Linked DNA regions of Mus musculus: region 1 is linked to region 2. Evidence: chromatin contacts called from public HiChIP or PLAC-seq data. All regions are on one chromosome and are shown on one strand. Each heading gives the region's core, a stretch centred on a gene start, on an enhancer-like site or on the middle of the called end of the contact. The rest is flanking DNA. Distances are from core to core; before and after follow the strand shown.

Region 1 (2,757 bases), core at 229-2,728, 250 kb before region 2:
CTCTCTACATTGTTGTTTTTTTTTTAGATAAATAAAAAAGTAGGCCCACTTCATATAATCTAGGTTAAGAGAAAGAGAAACTTCATTCACATAGTAAAGTACCTTTGTTGTATTTCTCATACAATGGGAGGAAGCTTAGACATTCTTATGATCTTGCCAATGGTAGGCATTGGACAGTGCTTCTAGCCAATCAGTGGGTGGTGGTACTATGATGCTTCAGTTAAAATTGTGAAGGAGGCTATCTTCTGTTCCTCCTCAGCTAATGAGCTTGTTTCTGCAGCTTCTACTTCAGGTGTGCTCTCTTGGGCAACTTGTCTAACATGCCCCTGATATGTACCCCTATAGGGATCAGTACCAGAAATGATAAAGGGAGTGAGCCAATGAAAGACATCCATCATCAAACATCCAGAGTTCTGTGTAATTGATATGACCACCTCATACAGGCTCTGGTCTTAGGAAATTGACAGGAATAGTCCTAGGAATGTCAGATGGGTCAGGAAACTACACCTTGTTCCATACACTGGAGCTTACATCTCTGCTGGGGCTCTGATACACTGGGCTGAATAGCTGTGGGGTTTTGATTTTAGTTTTAGTTTATATCTAAATTATATTTAGATAGATTCCCAAATATTTCTTGTTGTTGGAAGTTTTACCTTCCCTCTTTTCCCTTTGTTCTTTTATTTTGCTTAGTTTCATTTTGTTGAGACAGTCTTGTTATGTAGCTCTGGGTGGCCTCAAACATGCTATACAGGCCAGGCTGGCCTCGTGCTTGGCATCCGCCTGCCTTAGGGTAATAATTACAGACTCTACATAGGTCCTGGCTTCTTTCTTTGCTTACGAGTCCAATTCCTTGGTCAACCACAGTTAGCTTTTTTAAACTCTCTAGAAATGATTTCCCGAAGAAGATTCAAAATTGAATAGGTAACTTAAATTCTTGAAACCTATCTACCCACTGGGGATATGAAGCCCAGTAAGGACTTAAGCATTTGAGATGCAGCCATCCACTGAATCATCTAGACTGAGCTCCAGGGTAGAATATATTCTCTTAACTCCATCTACCTGTTTGATTAGATTCTAAAATCCCCCTAGGTAAAATTCAAGGGGTCCTTCCCTGCGTCTTCTCTGCCTTGACAACTCCATATTCCGGCATATCTCCATAGGCATCTCTGACATTTAGTGCTTCTTGTCAACTTGACAAGGTGCCAAATCACCTGTGAGACCACTCTGTGGGCATGCTTGTGAAGGGCTATCTAAATTAGGTTGGCCTCTGGCCATGCTTATGCGTGATTATTTATATTAGGTTAACTGAAGTGGGAAGACCCACTTTACTGTAGGTTCAACCGTTTCATGGGATGGAGTCTGGATGCATAAGGATGAAAGTGAGCTGAACGTCAGTTTTCATCATCCCTGGCTTCCTAGCAAATACGACAAGCAGTCTCAAGCTCTTGCCACTGTGACTTCCTCTCTGTGGTGAATTACATCTTCCTCAAATTATAAACTGAAGCGAACTTTTACTCTCTTCCATTGCTTCTTATCCGGTATCTTGTAGCCAGTAAAAAGAAAGTAACAGAAGCAGCAACTTTCATGTGGTTGTCTATTTGATTTATGTAGGCTAGGGAACCAAATCCCTGTGTCTTGAGCTTGGTGGTCAGGTTCCCTCACTGGTCAGAAAATCTCTCTCACGGCCAGCTGAAGTGTTCTCTACTATACATCAAAACTCTCTTCCATTTTGCCTGTTCTAACCAAGCTCTTACCAGCCTGTGAGAGCCAGAGGGCACAGTGGCTCCTCATGGGCCATCCAGTGGAAACAGCAGAAGCAGCTGCAGGGGGCTGCAGCTCATAATGGGAAATGCAGAGTTGAGCAGATGGATCTTACATTTGGAGGAAATGCCTTCACATGACCTAAGTTCCTGCTCTAAAGAGAACCATTCACACAGCAGAGAAACCATAGCGCTTCCAAAGGACAGAGATGTGCTTTGTTCTCTCTCATCCTCTCAAGTAAGGCACAGGAAAACTCAAGCAATGGCAGGGCTTCAGCTCAAAAAGAAATGTGAAACAAGTTCTATCTGTGACCTAAATGGTAGTATGCATTCTTTCTCTCTTCCTTTTTACAACCACAGGACAGGGGGAGAATGGTAGTAATTTAGTTCTCATTAATAATAATGACCTTTATCTCCCAAGGAGGCAATTATTCCTTACAATCTTATTATAGTTTCAAAGGGCATATCACATCTCCTAACAATTTCTGGTACGTAAACACATTTGAGCAAACATTCCATCATGTTCCCTTCCTGTGTTCCTTCATGCTTTTCTTATCCTTGCTTCTGTCCTTCTATTTTCCTACCGTCCTTCCTCAGCCAACAAACTTTTGATGACATGACAAGATCTCAAGTGAGCTTACCAAAATTCAATTCAATTCAGCAAATGCTTGTTGGCTTCCTTTCCTGGGCATAGGTATGTGCCCTCAAAATGAACTACACAAACATCAGCCCTTAGAAGCTAATGATTTTAGGAGAAAAATAAGCAGATGAATCAGAAATAACTAAAGTATAAAAATTACAGTAAAAATGCAACCATAAGGGACAAAGGAGACCGCTCAGTCTGCAAAGTGCTTGCCATGTAAACACGAGGTCCTGAGTTCAGATCCTAGAATCTTAGACTCCATGTAATGTTGGACATGGCAGTGTGCACCTACAGTCTTATCCTTAGGGAATCAGAGGCAGGTGGATCTTTGGAGTACATTGGCCAGTCAGCCTA
Region 2 (2,700 bases), core at 107-2,606:
GGTGCCTGGGCTTTGATTGACACCATTCTCCGTGACAGGAAGTGAGGGGGTGGAAAAGAAAGGAAGTGGGCGGGACTTAGGCTTTGATTGACACCCAGATGACATGAGAGGCAAGTGACATGTCCCTAGGTGACATCATTGGTCCCCTATGACAGAAAGCGATGGGGCGGGGCCTCTCTTAGTGATGTCTTCGACCAGGATGATGATGGCATCCACCATCAGTGGGCGTGGCCTGAGCCTTGATTGACAAGGGGGGGTGCAGAGATGACTTCATTCGCCATGACAGGAAGTTAGTGGGCAGGGCTTGAGCTGAGATTGACACCCGGAGCTGGGACAGGCCAACAAGAAGGGAAGAGCTTAGGGGGCGGGATTTGGGTTTTGATTGACATCTGGGGGTGAGAATGACATCATCCTTCGTGACAGGAAGTAAGGTTTGGGAGAGGAAGCAAAGGGGTGGGACCAGAGCTCTGATTGACACCTGGATGAAGTCACAGAACAGGACAGGAACCGGGTGGATGGGGCATTGGGTGACTGACAGGTGACACCATCCTTCGCCAGGGGGCTGGGCCTGAGTCTTGTGAGACACCCGGGGGTGGGGCCCCGACCGACAGGAAGTGGGGGGCGTGGCCCGAGCATAGGCCCTGCCCCATGAAGACACCTACCCAGATCTGAAGAGTGGGATGCCAGGAGCCCCAGGATGAGCCACAGGTTGGCGGCCATGATAGGAGGGCGGGGCTGGAGCCTCGGAGGCCTGGGGGCGGGGCCGGGGCGTGAGGGGCGGGGCCGGGGCGCAAGCGGACTCCACCTCCTGATCCCGACCCCTTCACGATGCTTCTGGTTCCTGTCATGGTCCATTGCGGTCATTCCCCTGCCTCAGCTGCTCACTCGCGGTTATCCCCCTGCCTCAGCTTCACTGTCCCCAGTGTCACATCGCGAGGCAGGGGTATGGGTATGCCCAGGAGTGAACAGCATGAGGCAGGAGCATGTCCATCAGTGCAGATGACAAGGCAGAGGGATGGCAGCGGTGACCGGAAGCAGAAACGGAGGCTGGAGGATGCTGGCAAGTGAGCGGAAGGAGGGACGGAGTCAGGGAGACGCCCGCGAGTAAACAGTGTGAGGCAGGGGGATGACCACGAGTTAGTTTCTGAGGCAGGGGGATAATCACGATGGACACAGAAAAGCAGAGAGGGAGGGAGCGACGGCTGGGGAATGCCTGTGAGTGAGGATCTGAGGCCAGGAATGATGGCAGTGAGCAGAAGGAAGGACGGAGGCAGGGGGATGACCGCCGAGGCCCCGCCCCCTGACCCCGCCCACCCCCGCCCACCCCGCGGACCGGACCTGAGTGGCGCCCACGGCGCTGGCGGCGTCCGTTCCTGTCCTCGGGGGTCTGGGGGTCGGAACTGCTTACAGGGCAGAGGACTGCGACCCTGCCCGTGACCCCAGAGGCCCCGCCCCGCCCCGACCGCGCCCATGGTCCCGAGATTGAGCAACTTCCTGAGATAGTGGGGGCGGGGCGGGGCCTCGGGAGTCACGCGGGAGGGATGGACGGAGCTGAGGCGGGAGGATGACCGCGATTGCGGGTGATGGGCGGCCACGGCCACGCCGGCCGCGTCATCGCGTTCGTTTATTAAAAAAAAAAAATGAAACTGGAAGTCGTTCCCGTCAGTCACGGGCGAGCGGGCGTGACGTCCTGCCGCAGACAGGAAGTCGCTCTCCTGTCATCCGTTGCAACTGTACTCGCAGTCATCCCCCTGCCTCAGCTCTTTCGTTACTCACGGGAATCCCCCTGCCTCACTCACACCCGCAGTCACTGACAGCTGCCATCATACCCCTGCTTTGTAGCGGTTGTTCACTACCTGCCATCCTCCTGCCTCAGCTCTGCCTCATGCCTGAAGGCATCCCATTGAGACCCACGGAACTTAACTTGTGAGCGGACCCTGCCCTGTCTTCATCCCCCCCCCCCCCCACACACTCTGTGAGAGCAGAGCTCACAGCGGACGTCACAGCTGTGCTTAGGAGGCCGCCCCACCCGGCCCACGCGCACAGAGCTTTGCACACCGCCCCCTCCATAGTGACCGCAGGGTCAGGATAGGCCGGGGATGCCTCACAGGCCGCCTTATTTCCGTTTCCGTTTTTGTTAATGCGGGGGCGCGCGCGCAGCGGAGACGCAGGGGGCGGGGCAGAGGCGCAGAATTTGTCCTGTGCTGCAGTGAAGCTGCTGTTGCCGCCATCCTGGCCACCGCGTCACGTGACCTTTCCTGATCCGAGTCCCGGGGTTGGTGCCCCCTGCAGGACGACGCGTGCGTCCGCTGAAAGTAGCCCTTTGCTGATCCTCACAGCTCTGCCTTAAAAATGAACCTGGGGTGGAGTGAGGTGGGGTGGGGTGGGGTGGGGTTGGGGGGAGGGGGAGAGGGAGAGGCTGGATGGACGAACGGTCGGTGGCTCAGCAGGTAAGACAGACGCTAAGACAGACGGGTACCAGCACAGTGGGGTCTTCATCCCCATGACAGCCTGGCCCTGTGGGGACGACTATGCCTGTGACAGCCTGGTTGTGTGGGAGGACCAGGACAGACTTTGGAGCTTCAGGCCAGAAGATGCATTCCGTGTTAACAGCTCTGTGGGATGTTAGATAATGATGAGAACAGTGCAGACGATGGAGGCCTGGCTTGTGAAATTTCAGAGGGAAAGTTAAAGACTCTT

The links. HiChIP or PLAC-seq counts read pairs in DNA pulled down with a chosen protein or histone mark.
Region 1: an H3K4me3 HiChIP or PLAC-seq map of bone marrow-derived macrophages shows a contact between it and region 2, with 4 times the contacts expected there. The contact joins the enhancer-like site here to the promoter of Il3ra in region 2. A contact is called at or near these places in 4 of 115 datasets of contacts at active chromatin or transcription factors (CD8 T cells, bone marrow-derived macrophages and embryonic hindbrain) and 3 of 9 other capture datasets (adipose tissue, liver and pancreatic islet).

What each region holds. Positions count from the first base shown.
Region 1 is chr14:14,598,897-14,601,653 of GRCm38.p6, reverse strand. No RefSeq gene overlaps it. Among named protein-coding and RNA genes, the nearest start is that of Slc4a7, 100 kb to the left of the region's middle. Within about 2 kb of position 1,478, at least 57 of the 459 cell types and tissues checked have an H3K27ac peak or open chromatin away from gene starts, as enhancers often do. A contact at or near this core is called in adipose tissue and bone marrow-derived macrophages, where this site is marked.
Region 2 is chr14:14,345,151-14,347,850 of GRCm38.p6, reverse strand. Il3ra (interleukin 3 receptor, alpha chain) reads right to left here and starts at 1,356. Exons shown (of 12, transcript NM_008369.1): 1 at 1,339-1,356; 2 at 663-841. The coding sequence starts at 720.